Regions from separate parts of the Oryctolagus cuniculus genome. Here region 2 is linked to region 1. A link is a contact called in public Micro-C data. All regions are on one chromosome and are shown on one strand. Each heading gives the region's core, a stretch centred on a gene start, on an enhancer-like site or on the middle of the called end of the contact. The rest is flanking DNA. Distances are from core to core; before and after follow the strand shown.

Region 1 (6,593 bases), core at 1,536-4,035:
GTTAGAAAGGGATCATCCAATGCAATTCTCTGTTATTAATACAATTCATAAGAACTTCAAACTTAACATTGAAGACCATCAAATCAACATAAAACCACAATTGTAGCTACAGCAAAGATAACGTCCTATATAAAGTCCAGACAGGAAAATATTATGTAACCTACAGATCTGAAAAATGACACATAACTCTTGGGGACAGTATTTTTTACTTAATCCTCAGAAATTTTTAATATTTGACTTTTAAACTTCAAATCTACAAAAAACTCTTGAACAACTGGGTGAGATCGCCCCACAGCTCAGGGATTACTGGATAATTCAGGTTCCTCAGCTTGTAACATGGAGCTCTTCTCCACACAGGCAGTAGCAGGAAGCCTGAATCGCAGCGTCTGGGATGAAAAGCTGGATTTCTAATGGATGATGCATCTACTCCCAGTAGGCGCTTCCCACATTTTTATACTAGGGAGACTCATGTTTGTTCATATACATTCTTAGAGATTTTTAAGAAAAAAATGAATTTCTGAAATAAATAATGTACAATCAAATCCCGAAAGCAAGCAGGCAGTCACACGCATGCATGTCATGTTTTATCAAGGTTTTATGAGTAATCTGGTCGGTGTTCGGGATGAAACCAGCCTCGGTTCCTGAAACAGCTGAGGTGTACACCAACACCAGGGTTGCCATGGCAAGGAGGCCCAAGGTCTTCCGGAAGAGTACTCCAGGACTGCCCGCCTGCCGGCTGGGCCACAAACTCCCTTCTCGGCAGAAGCTCTGGAGTTCCGTGGCGCGACTGCACAGCAGGTAAGCCTACCCATTCCAAGTGAGCACCTAGTGCCATATTTTCTTTTTCACACGGGAGGTTTGTTATCAATCATTATGAAAAAATTCACTTAGTTCAAAAATAGGGAAACAGGAGAAAGCTGAAAGTAAAAATAACCAGAGAGATAACCAATGACCTACAAACTAGATACGGAATTGGTCAAGTTAGACAGTCGCTTTAAATCTTACTTGAATTCATTATTTCAGATGCCCTTGGATAAACCCTGGGGGAGGGCAGAGATCTCAGCCTCAGTACCAAACCAGGCAGGCAACATTCAGCCCCAGAATTTGCTATAAATGAGGCAAATGTTTACAGTAAACAGAAAATGCTCCTGTGTGCTAGTACTTACTTGGGTTAGGGTTTTAAAGTCTAAGGCAGTCCAGATAATGTCAGGATGGTGACTCCTAGCTACTGTCCAATGTCCGTGTCATTTCGGATCCATTCTCAGCACTGGGGACCACTGTAACAGTAGAATGTTCTGGGAAGTTGAGGGAGAAATGTTTCTTATTCAGTTCATATCACACTTCCCAAATTGTACCTGCGTGTGTAGAAGACTTTGTTCTGTTTCCTTTCCTAATTATATATACCCCTTCTGAGATACACATCAATTCAATATTCACAAGGTTGGGGGAAATTAAAAGCCTGTCAACCCCAGACTTACTGACGGGCACCAATTGAATCACTTTTACAGCAGATTAGCTCAAAGACTAAACAGAACCCTAGCGATAATAACCGACGAGGGCGGACCCCCAGTGATGCTTTCCTGTTTCCATTCGGAGAGGGCAGGAGAGAGCAGGGGGTGGGGCACTGTGTATCCAGGCATAGAACCCACACCTTTGTCCAAAACACCCAGGTTTGGGATTTAATGTAAACTGTAACTGGCAAAGGTCATCAGAGAGCGACAACCATCTTGGTTAGAAATGCTCCCACTGCAATTACTTTCTAAAAAATCCCTGGTGTGTGTGCACACCACAAAGAGAAACAGCCACGTGAAGACTGAGGCGAATTTACTTGCACAGTAAGTAAAGTAAAGGCATAAAGCAAACAGAAAAATACTAAGAATTCTTCTTTTAGGTCATTTCTCTTACATTTTTCAAAGCACTCGTTTCTTGGGTGTTTGTTTCTATATCAACATTGACAAACTGCATTCCTGCAACAATTCCCAGAATTCAAGATTCAGTTGATTTGAGTGTGATGGGGTAAGACGTTGAACCCACACACCCAGAGGGGCATCCAAGTTGCTTAAAAAGCCAAAGTGGAGTAGTCAGTGACCTCTACTCAGATCAAACGCTGGCCTTGGATTCGATTACTTTTATCTTTTTAAAACACTTTGTCTGAAAGGCAGGAACCTCATCCACCGGCTCGCTCTGACTTGCAACGTTGCTCGAACGTGCAGAGGGGAGCCGGGGGCAGCCGTGCCCGTCAGTCTCCAGGACGCAGGCCTCAAGGCCAAGGGCACCGTTCTCCCCCAGGCTGCTCAGGGCACGAGAACGGGGCCACACCTTACAAGCCTCGCTCCGCTCGGGTTTGGGAAAAAGCGGCGGTTTGGCTTCCCGGCCCGGGAGGGCTGAGGAGGGCGCACCTGGGCAGCCGGCGCCGCCCCGCGCCCTCCCTCCCCGGCTCCCAGCGCTCGTCTTCATTACGCAAGACGAGCTGCAACAGCCCGCGCGGCAGTGTGTGGGAGTGGCTCGGTGCTTGGGGGTGCCACGGAGACGGGCCACGGGAGCAGGGGCCACGCGCGGCCGTCCCGGGCTCGCAGGGCCCCGCCGGGCCGCCGCGTTCCGGGGAGCCCGGGCTGTGTCCGCAGAAACTTTGGGACGCGTCGAGCGCGTGCCCGGCGGCAGCGCCTCCCTCCGCGGCGGCCCCACGGTGGGCGCGCGGAGGCGCCGACCGAGGGCGCCCGGGACGCGCCGCGCGCTCGGCCGCGGGCGCCGCCTACGTGCCGGCGGGGGAGGGGCGGCGGCGGAACCCGCGCCCAGCCCGGCGGCCGAGGTGCCTGCCGGGAGCCCGCCGGCCGCGAGCTCCGAGTGGGCGGCGCCCGGCCGCGCGGCGCGCGCCCTCCCCGGCGCCCCACAGCGCCTTGCGGGCGCGCGTCCTCCGTCCCGGAGCCTGGGGGTCGCGGCGTCCCGGAAATTCTGGGTCTGTTTAATCGCGCTCACACACACACCCCTTGTACGAATTCTTGAGAATAGTTTCTTCCTGAACATGCGTTTTACCCGAACTGGATGCGGATTCTCAGGCTGTGTGAGCTGCTAAACGAAAGCAAATGAAACTGCTGCAGAGCTGGTTTAATTAAGTTTTGCAGGAAAACAAGCAGGCCTGAGGGCGGCGGCTGGGAGGGGACCCCCGCGTCCCGGGCGCCCGGTCCTCGGGAACCCGTCCGGCAGCCGCTGGGCGCGAGGCTGCGGTGGGACCGAGCCCGGCGGCGCGCGGCCCGGGTGGGGCGAAGGCCCAGGATGGGCCTGCGCTTGCAGGATCGCATTCCGCAAACAGGCAGCACCGGGTCACCCTCACCCTCAAGGTCACACGGAATTTCCCAAAGACAGCCGCAAATCCCGGCTGATTTTTCTTTTAGTAAGAAAATGAGGGAATGAAGTAAATCAGCAAAGCATTTGCAGCATAAACTCACCCCCACACTTGGCTGGATTATAACCAAGGAGAGGCAACAAAGCTTTGAGGGAAAATAGGAAAGAAAAATAATTCTGAGGAAATTAGTAACTGTTAAACCACTTTTAACTACTGAATATTTACTATTTTGAATCAATTTGAATAGGAGAAACTGCTACACTTATGTGTGATTTCTCATTCAATTCTATTTATAACATCAACAGTATCAGTAACAGACATATGAATGATGACAGACATGAGAAGACATCAAACAATCACAAATTCTCACAAAAATGTTAGCTATGACTTACTAAAAAGTGCAGGTTATTAAATTTTGTATTAAATAGCAACTTTTCTTTTTAAAAAAGTTTAAATAAAATCCCTTAAGTTCTCAACTTGTAGCAATTTAAGTATAACAAAAAATTATGCACAAGGCTTAAAAGCAAAAATAAAGGACTACCCAAATACATTTTAAGTCCACTCTTCATCAGAGGGATTTAAAACTTATTTTCATCCAATTTATCTTCCAAATATTGTAATTTTCTTAAAAACATACTTGACCAAATGGCTTTCAATTGTGTTATTTTTTCCCCGGGAGCCAGAGGGAGCACCTGCACATGTGTGTGCACAGTCCCTTCCCCCATTCAGTCCCCAGTGTTCCCCAGTGGCCTGAGTAGGGGTGTGGGCAAGAACTGGGAAAGCAGTCCAGAGTACCCCCATACAAATGCCAGGAACCCAATTACTCGACCCATCATCATTGCCTCCTAGGATCTGCACTGACAGGAAGTCGGGTCAGGAGCCAGACCTGAGAACTGAAGCCAAGCACTCCAGTGTGTGACGTGGGTGTCCTAAATGTTAGGCTAAATGCCTACTCCCTATTTCAAAGTTTTTAAAACTATGCAGATAACATTTCTGTAACAGAACATCTCTTGTTGCTCCCTCCTTCCTGGTATTAGCTACTCTTTCCTTTCCCTTTGACAGCTTTCAGTCTTTGCTGCTTCTAGGTCCTCCCACACATACCAATTTGTTTCATTTATTTATACTGGGGGGTGGGAGAGACAAGTAATCTAAGCTTTTCAGATATTTCTAGTTTAATAGGCTTGCAGTGGCTGCATGGAAGGTGTGTTTTCTCATTACTAGAACTAAATACCTGAGACCAGGTACTTCTGAAGGAAAGATGTTCATTTGGTTCACAGTTCTGGAGGTTCAGATCCAAGACCAGGCAGCCACACTGGTCTGCCCTCTGATGAGGGTGCTGGATGGCACTGGCAGGGCCGGCACAGAGAAGGATCCTGTGGTGAGCCAAGGAGCAGAGACAGAGCAGCTCTATCCATTCAGGCTTTTATCACCAGTCCTCTCTTAAGTACTACCTTCCATGGGCTAAGTCCTTGGGCCCCAGCACCCACCTGGTGGGAGACCCGGAAGAAACTCCTGGCTCCGGCCCTTGAAGCCACCTGGGGAGTGAACCAGCGGATGGAAGACCTCTCTCTCTGTTTCTACCTCTCTCTGCAACTCTTTCAAATAAATACAATAAATCTAACCCCCCCCCCCAAAAAAAAAAAAAAACTACCTTCCAAGTCATAGGAACTAAGGACTATGGATGTCCCACGAGGCAAACTTCCTAAACACTGCAATTGAATTAAATTTCTACCCTCTTGGTGCCATGAATACATGACTGTGAAGTTTACATTCTGCCTGCGTCTGAGAGCCGTTCATGCTGCAACTACAGCAAGGGGATCAAACAGGAGTAGCTGCGATGACACGCAGGCTTTCAGCTTGCTGGGCTGATCAGCAGGTCAAGCCAGTGGTAACGGACAGAGCCGTGGCACACACAAGGAGAGGGCCAGCCGGCAGTGGGAAGTGCAGCTGCAGCCCAAACACCGTGGCGTCGGGGGCAGTTCCACAGCACTGAGCTCATGAGAGTGGCTACCTGGGTTTACCACTGGAAAGCCGGCCGAAGCAGAGGGCAGCCCAGCCTCATCCTCAGAGCCTTCACAACCGCCGGCTTCTAAGGCCCAAGTCCCTCCCCCTGCTTGATGGAACTGAAGGCACTAGGCTCAAAGTTGTAGGACTTCAGACCTGCTTTCTCCTCCACCTACCAGATCTAAGAGAAACAGGAAGCGCATGGACTCCGCTGACTCTGACTCCAAGTACACAGGCTCCTGACCGTCTCTGGGCCGCAGCTTCCTCAGACGGCTGTTAGGAGCCGTAACTGCGTGCTTACTGCGGTCGCTGGCCTCCACTCCTGTTCACGTCACCTTAGCCAGCACCCCTCCCTCTCCTGGGAAGCCCCTATTCCTGGGTAACTGGTTTGTCACCAGGCTCTTTCCCACCCTGTTGCTTTCACAGTGTCCCAACGCTGTCTTTGGCAAACACAGATATGAATGTCATTGTGCTGAAAATCCCTGAGACTGCCAAGAGAACTCGGTCTAGACTTCCTACCTTGGGAAACAGGGGGATGCAGAATCTATTCCTAATCTGCCATGTGGTTTCATCACCCCGAACTCATTAACAGAATATTAATCACCTTCTCTGATGCCGTGGGTGCTGAACCTAAGCATCCCTCTGTTCAAACACATGCCTTGCACTTCCCTGTAACCTTGCCCTTGGAAAAAGCCCATGCACCTTCAGAGAAGGCCTTCCAGACCTCGGCGTCAGAATGCACCGCACCTGTCTGCGCCCGAGTCGGACTGATGGCGGTCGCTACTGCACATGTGGCCATGCGCCATGTACACATCCATTTTCCTCACTGCATCTATGAAGGCAAGACCTACCGACTGTGTGCTTATGCCTGTGCTCCCACTTGCAAAACCACTCAGAAGTGCTAACTCGGCTACTACGTTATGTGGGAATCGGGGCAGGGGATGCTGGAAACCAGAAACTCTCAGACTCCAGCAATTGACATCCTTACATTAGTACATGTGATATAGTTCAGAGCTGGAGATGATCTTTCTGATATGTAGAGGGCAAACGTTAAATAGCTTATTTTGGAAGCAGCTATTTCAAAATTCTGCAACTTGTTTTTAAATAGTTTTCTCTATTAAAAAAGTCAACATCCATAACTTCAAAGCACATTCTGGAAAGGTGGGACATTCTGAATGGATAGTCAGTCCTCTTTACTCATGAAAGATCTCCCAAGGGGGCTGGCGCTGTGGCACAGCGGGTTAAC
Region 2 (6,593 bases), core at 1,077-3,576, 260 kb after region 1:
CCTGCTGGCCGCCCGCCGCCGCCCCCGCCGCCGCCGCCGCCTGGGACTGGGGCTGCGACGGCGGCGGCGGCGGCGCGCTGGGGCTGCTGTAGTCGGGGTAGCTGCCGCCGTAGCTCCGCATCATGGGGCTGGGCGAGGTGAGCAGCTGGTTGAGGGTCGGGGTGGCCCCCGACGGGTGCTGGTTCTGCCCGGCGAAGCGCTGGAAGCCCCCCGCCGCCGCGCCGGCGGCCGCCTTGCTGAGGCTCGCGGCCCCGCCGCCCCCGGGGCCCATCATCATGCCGCCGCCCTGCTGCCGGGGGGAGCTCAGCACCCCGTACCCCGAGGACGAGCCCCCATAGCTGCCGCCGCCGCCGCCGCCGCCTCCTGCTGCTGCTGCTGCCGCCGCCGCGGCCGCCGCCGCCACAGCTCCCGCTCCTGCTCCTGCTCCTGCTCCTGCTCCTCCTCCTCCTCCTCCTCCTCCGCTGCCTCCTCCTCCTCCTCCGCCTCCGCCGCCGCCGCCGCCGCCGCCCGCGCCGGGCCGGCTGTAGCCCGGATAATGGTTGTACTGGCTGTTGGGGTACCCTTCGTGGGAGTTCTGCAGGGGGTCCATGCTGCTGGGGGCCCCGGCGGCGGCTGAGGCGGAATGCATCATCCCCATCCCGGGGCTTTGTTGTCCGCCATGTTGATCAAAGCAAGGCCCAGCGCGGCCGCCGGGGCCGCCGCTAGCAGGGGCAGCGCTGCCATAGTAATTATTAAACTCCGAGACGGCCGCCTGGCCGCCGCCCCCGGGCACGGCGGCCGGCGACTGCTGCGCGCCCAGGGCGCCCAGGCCCGGGTGCTCGTAGCGGCCGCCCGCCGGCTCCCCCATCTTGGGCGGCGCGTCGTCCTCGTCGCCCGGCTTGCTCAGCAGCGGCTGGCCCGGGGGGTCGGCCTGGCTGCCCGCGGCACTGTCCTTGGCGCCTCCATGTTGCGGCTGCTCCATGTCGGGGCCCGGCTGAGGCGCGCCGCCGCCGCCGCCCGCGCCGCCCAGGCTGTTGTTGGAAATGGGATGTTGTTGCTGCTGCTGCTGCTGCTGCTGTTGCTGCTGCTGCTGGAACTGGTTTAGCTGCTGCTGTAGTGCGTGGTGGTGGTGGTGATGGTGGTGGTGGTGGTGGAGGTGGGCATGGTGGTCGTGGTGGTGGGCATGGTGGTGGTGGTGGTGGTGGGGCGGTGCGGCGGGGGCCTCGCCAACGGCTTTCAGTTTGTGGTTGGGGAGCAGCCCCGTCTCCATGGCCGAGCCCGGGCCCGACGAGGAGGAAGAGGAGGACGCCGCCGCCGCCGCCGCCGCGGAGGAGGAGGAGGAGGAGGACAGCGCGGCGGCGCTTCCAGCCTCCTTGAGAGCCGCCTCCGAGCCGCCGCTCTTGGCGCTGCTAGTGCTGGCGGCGGCGGCCGGGGCCGCGGCGCTCGCGTTATGGGCCATGTTCAGCTCGTGACGGGGGTGCAGGGGGTGGTGGTGCACATTATTCAGGCCGCCGCCGCCGCCGCCCCCCAGCATGGGTCCCGGTGCCGCCGGTGCCGCCGCCGCGCCGCGCGCCCCCGCCTCCAGGTCCCGGGCCCCGGGCGCCGGCCGCGGCCCGGGGGGCGCCCGCCGCTCGCCGCTGCCCGCCCGCGCCCGCGCCGCCGCCGCCGCTGCTGCCCGCGCGGCCATGATCGCCGCGGCGTGGCGAGGCCGGGCGGGCGGCGGGGGGAGACAATACCCCCACTTTTCAGGCCGCGGCCCCTCCTGCGCGCATCCACGCGGCCCGCCGGGAAGCCGCCGGCCCCCTCCCCCTCCGCAGGCCCCGCCGGAGCGCCGGGCCCGGGGCACGCCTTACGGTCTGGGCCTGCTCCCGCTGTGTGCTTTCACGGTGAAAGTTTTTAGTTCAGGTTTAAACGAAACTTTTCTCTTTTCCTCTCTAACCCGGATATGGGTAAATACACGACCGGCTGAGCCTATCGGGCCCAGCATGGCACGAGAAGGAGCCGAGCGAGCTGGAGCAACTATTATCCCACTTCTCTCTGATTGCTCCTGTGCACTCGCAAAACGCGGACTGGACTCGGCGCGGGCCGCAGCCGCCCGCCCGTGCCGGCGCAGCCTCGGGGGCCGGGGGCCGGGGGCCGGGGGCCGCGCGCAGGCCCGGGCCAAGGCCGGCTGGGCAGCCGCTCGGAGCGCGGCGGCGAGAGGCGGCCGGAGCTGCACTTTCCCCTCGTGCCTCCGTCTCCTTGCCAACCGGGCGTTCGCGTGTTTGTTTTCGCGTCTAAAAGGAACGCTCCAAAGGTGGAAAAACGAGTCTGTGGCGAGCAGACAAAAGAGGGAAGAAGGGCTGGGGCACGAAGTTGTCCGTGGGCCTCCGAGGTGACGAGGAGCCCACGGAGGAAAGAAAATATTTGGGCGATCTGCAAAAGCGCTGGCTCTCACAGGAGTTATGTAATTTTCCAGAACGTTGGCCTCCCTGCCTTGATTCCTGGCCATCGGCGTGATTCCCACAACTTCTTCCAACTGCAGAATTCAGGAAGGGCTTTCGGGGAGGGTTAGCCGCGTTCGAAGAGCACAGAGCCCTGTACACAGCAGGTACTCAATGGATGCTCACCGATGCCGGCACCTGCCCCAGAGATAATGGCTACGTGGCTGTTTTTAAGGCACCCTAGATTCCTGTGCAAGGAGTCTGTGGGGAGAGCTCGCACCCCTGTGTCCTCTCTGTCTCGGGCACACGCAGCCGAGGGTCACGCGGCACACAGCTTTCCCACGCAGATGCCACTATTTGTCCAAAGTCGAATCCCCCCCCCTCCGGTGATGTAGTAGCACCTTCCAGCGTTATTTCAGAGGGTAACGGGCACAGAGAACCCTCTTGAGAAAGTTTCTTTCCAAGTAACATGAAACAAAACTCAATAGATGTTAAATGTAATATAAATACAAGATCAATAACTATAAAACAGTCCAATCTAATGTAAAAGCAGAAATAGTACACAGTTGTGTATTGCAACAGTTTTTATTATGAGTTTACCACCTAGTATCATTATGAGTATCTTTAGTAACAGTACTTCTTAAGAAGTACTCTCCAGCTCTCCAGGGGTCACACTCCCAGAAATGAGATACACGATTTTGGTAGAGTATAGTTTTCCAAAATCATTTCATTCCTCAGCTTTCCATAGCAAGCATTTCGGCTTGTTTCGGATGCACTAGTTATGTATGCTTGACCAAGTGTAAGCATGTTACCTGACTAGAGACAGATAGCCAGACGGAGCTACTGGTGACTGGTGGGGGCGGGGAGCCAGGCGCACACCCAAGGGTCGTTATTTGGAGAAGAAACAACAAATTGCCATTCTGTCCAAACAACTGGAAAACGGGTAAGAGACAATAACAGAACTGTAAGAGGAAGTCATGCCAAATCATCAGTTTGTGCCAAGAGAACACTACATCTCTTTTAGTGGGCCTTTTGACATTTTTTTCCCTGGCTTTTCTCTATATATTCAAATACATACTAATTATACGTATTAACCACATATGTTGCATTTTAAAGTTTTCATATGCAAATATAAATGTTTTATGTATCTATATACATGTATTCTAAAATCAATCTTGTTTATGCTTCAGACATTGATAATCAAACTATATGCAAATAATCATACAGTGCTTTTATTCAGATTGATAAGCTAGATCAAAGTCAGTTCCTACAAGTTCAGCCGTACGTCCTGGCTGCTTTTCACAACTAGTCCTAAAAGGGAATCGCCAAGTTCACTTCTGGGCCTTAGAAATATTTTTTCATATCAGAAAAAAAATCACAAAACTAAAAAGAGAATTCGACATATAATCCACAATCTCTGTATATTCCGTTTGCTTCAGCAAGGCTTCAGCTGGAAGACTGGGACCAAGAGCCTGTAAAACCCAGGCCCCAGCACAATGACAGGGGCCTGCTCTAAAAGGCGACACATGCCAGTTCTTCCTCTCCAGCAGCAGATGCCACACCCTGACGCAGACAGAAGGCAGTGCAGCCTGCAAGAGAAACACAGCACAAAGCCCGCAGGACTTGGTTTTGTGTTTTCTACCACGGAGAAGGCTGAGACCTCTTTCTGAAACACCTTCATTGGAATCCTATTTCTCCAACCATAGTTTCACTTAAGCACCCAAGACTTACTACACAAAGTGGAAATTGTCAGGGGTTGGTTATAAAGAGAGGAAATAGGTTCCCATTTCACAAAAGCAAGAATTCACCCACCGATTAGCATTTCTGCTGTGTCGCTTGCCTCAGTTACCCTGGATGGCAATTCTACTTTTTTCTTCCTTTTGGATGAAATAAGATCCCGGACATCACCGTGTGCCTTTTTCCTGATGAGTTCCTTACTTTTACACCCCTTGTCTGAATTTCCAACCACAGTGACAACTTTAGTAAGTTTCCCTAAGCACCAGGAGGAGGGGGAGCCTCAGCCCCTGCCCGTGGCCTGAAGCCACCTCCCACCCACAGGGTGCTCCTAGGCCATGTTTAGCCAGAGGATTACCCATTATTTTGTTAAACATTCCTTTTTGGTTACAAAAGCGTCGGGGCTTTTTTTTAACTATATGGAAATATTAATATTCAAATTCTGCCCCTTTTGAATAAGTTGTAGGACACTGAATAAAAGGCTCTTCAGCTTGCCCACTTACAGAGGGTTGAGCCAGATGGTTGAGCCGCAGTCTGTTCTTTCCGCCTCTTCCTAGCCCATCATACTCTGTTTGCTTTCAGATCAGTCCCCTTTCACTGTTCTACTTATTTATTCCATGACTGAAACCATCACAACCCACTGCCCATCATATTTCTCAGTATTCTTTATGTAATTTGGAAGCAATTTAGAATAAAGCCCTGTCAAGGTTTTACAAATAAGAACTATTAAAGAATAAGGCTTTGGATACTTGCTTTCCTTTTAGATTTATGAGAAATGCGATGAATGGAGCTAATGGGATTTCCCTACTGATCTTGGTCAGGGACTTTAAAAAGCACTAAACAATTGTCCTTTTCACTTCTCCGATTTAGATGTTGGCAGTGAACAACTCCGAGTCAATGAAAGATATGGGGTATAGCATTTAATCTGAAACAACTATGCAAATTATCAGTAGCAGTGAGTTCACGAAGGCAAAAAAAAAAAATTTAGGCAGGATTTTTTTTTTAAATCCAGGCAATAAACTAAATACACTTGGTAACTATGGCAAACAACAGCACCGTCACACTTCTAAGAAAATTACAGTGTGGACAAAAAGCCAGATACGGATAAACTACATTTAGCCCCTCAACAAATTCACCTGGAACCTACTTTGTGCTATCCTTAAAAATAAAAATATAAATATCACTTTGGTCCTATCTATATTGGGGAGATAAAAAATTAACCCACTGAAGCACACCACGGTCTAGCTGTGGACGTCGTGGAGAACTTGGCCAGCAAAGAAGCAGACCTGGGCTGCCCCATCCAAGAGCATTCCCTGCTGGCTGCCGTTAGCAGGCTCTTGCCCCTTACCCTAAATCTCCATGGCTGTGACTGTGACAAGAACCCATCACTGTCGAGGCCAGACTTCCTAGAACCCTAAGTCGAATTTCACTAAAGGCTATCTAACATATCCAGAAACATGAACAGTGATATTAAGGAAGGAACACTTCATTACATTTGGAAACCTTGTGCTTTTTAGTTTATCCTGGGCTGTCCGTGTTTTGAATAATGTGTCATGAATAGTTTTTATTGCAATCTGTCACTTCTATACTTTTTAGACGTGTGTGTGTGGACACGCATGCAGTAGCCTTTCTTTTCCCGTTATTTCCAGTATTGTCCTCATTCACATTGCTGATACTGAAATTCCCTTAGGGGGCACCTTACCAGTGCTTCTCAGTATTCTCCTACCTCATGTCCATAATCGTCCACATGGCTCCGATCATTGATTACCTGCTGCTTGGGTAAAGGCACCTTACAGGTAACTCCAGTCTAGTTCCTCGAAAGTAAATACTTGAGCAGTACACGTGTTTGAGAGAATGTAGAATACAGAACACAGAGGGGAGTCATCTGGAGCCCTAATGACCTCAGTTCCCTAGAAAGCTTCAGTGCCTTGTCTGAGAGCCTCCAGAGTCTCTCTCACACATGTGATCCTGTGCGTCACAGTCCTTGGAGAGCTCGGGAATAAGGCTACTTTCCACATACAATAAACAAACAACAGCTTCTACTGTGCAGTAATACAGTGCATCCTGGTTATTTTTATTTAATCTCATTTTTTTTTCTTTTATAAAAAGATGTATTTATTTGAAAGAGTTACAAAGAAAAAGAGAAATCTTCCATCCACTGGTTCACTCCCCAAATGACTGCAATAGCCAGGGCTGGGCCAGGCTGAAGCAGGAGCCAGGAACTTCATCTGGGTCTTCCACATGCATGTAGGAGCCCAAGTGCTTGGACCATCTTCTGCTGCTTTCCCAGGTGCATTAGCTGGGTTGGAAGTGGAGCAGCCGGGACACGAATTGACACCCATATGGAATGCCAGCATTGCAGGCTATGGGTTAACCTGTTACACCACCAACAACGCCAGCCCCCTCAAACCAGTCTTTAATTACTTTGTCCCTGGTGCATTTTGAGAGTCAGTGGGT

What was found. A called contact is a pair of places that touch in the nucleus more often than the background predicts.
Region 2: a contact with region 1 is called in a Micro-C map of ear pinna, with 4 times the contacts expected there. The contact joins the promoter of ARID1B here to the enhancer-like site in region 1. A contact is called at or near these places in 3 of 6 Hi-C or Micro-C datasets (ear pinna, skin fibroblasts and an unstated tissue).

Annotation. Positions count from the first base shown.
Region 1 is chr5:10,582,101-10,588,693 of mOryCun1.1, forward strand. All of the region lies in intron 4 of ARID1B (AT-rich interaction domain 1B), which reads right to left. Among named protein-coding and RNA genes, the nearest start is that of ARID1B, 260 kb to the right of the region's middle. Within about 2 kb of position 2,786, at least 6 of the 8 cell types and tissues checked have an H3K27ac peak or open chromatin away from gene starts, as enhancers often do. A contact at or near this core is called in ear pinna, where this site is marked.
Region 2 is chr5:10,840,046-10,846,638 of mOryCun1.1, forward strand. ARID1B (AT-rich interaction domain 1B) reads right to left here and starts at 2,327. Exons shown (of 20, transcript XM_070073344.1): 1 at 1-2,327. The coding sequence starts at 1,666.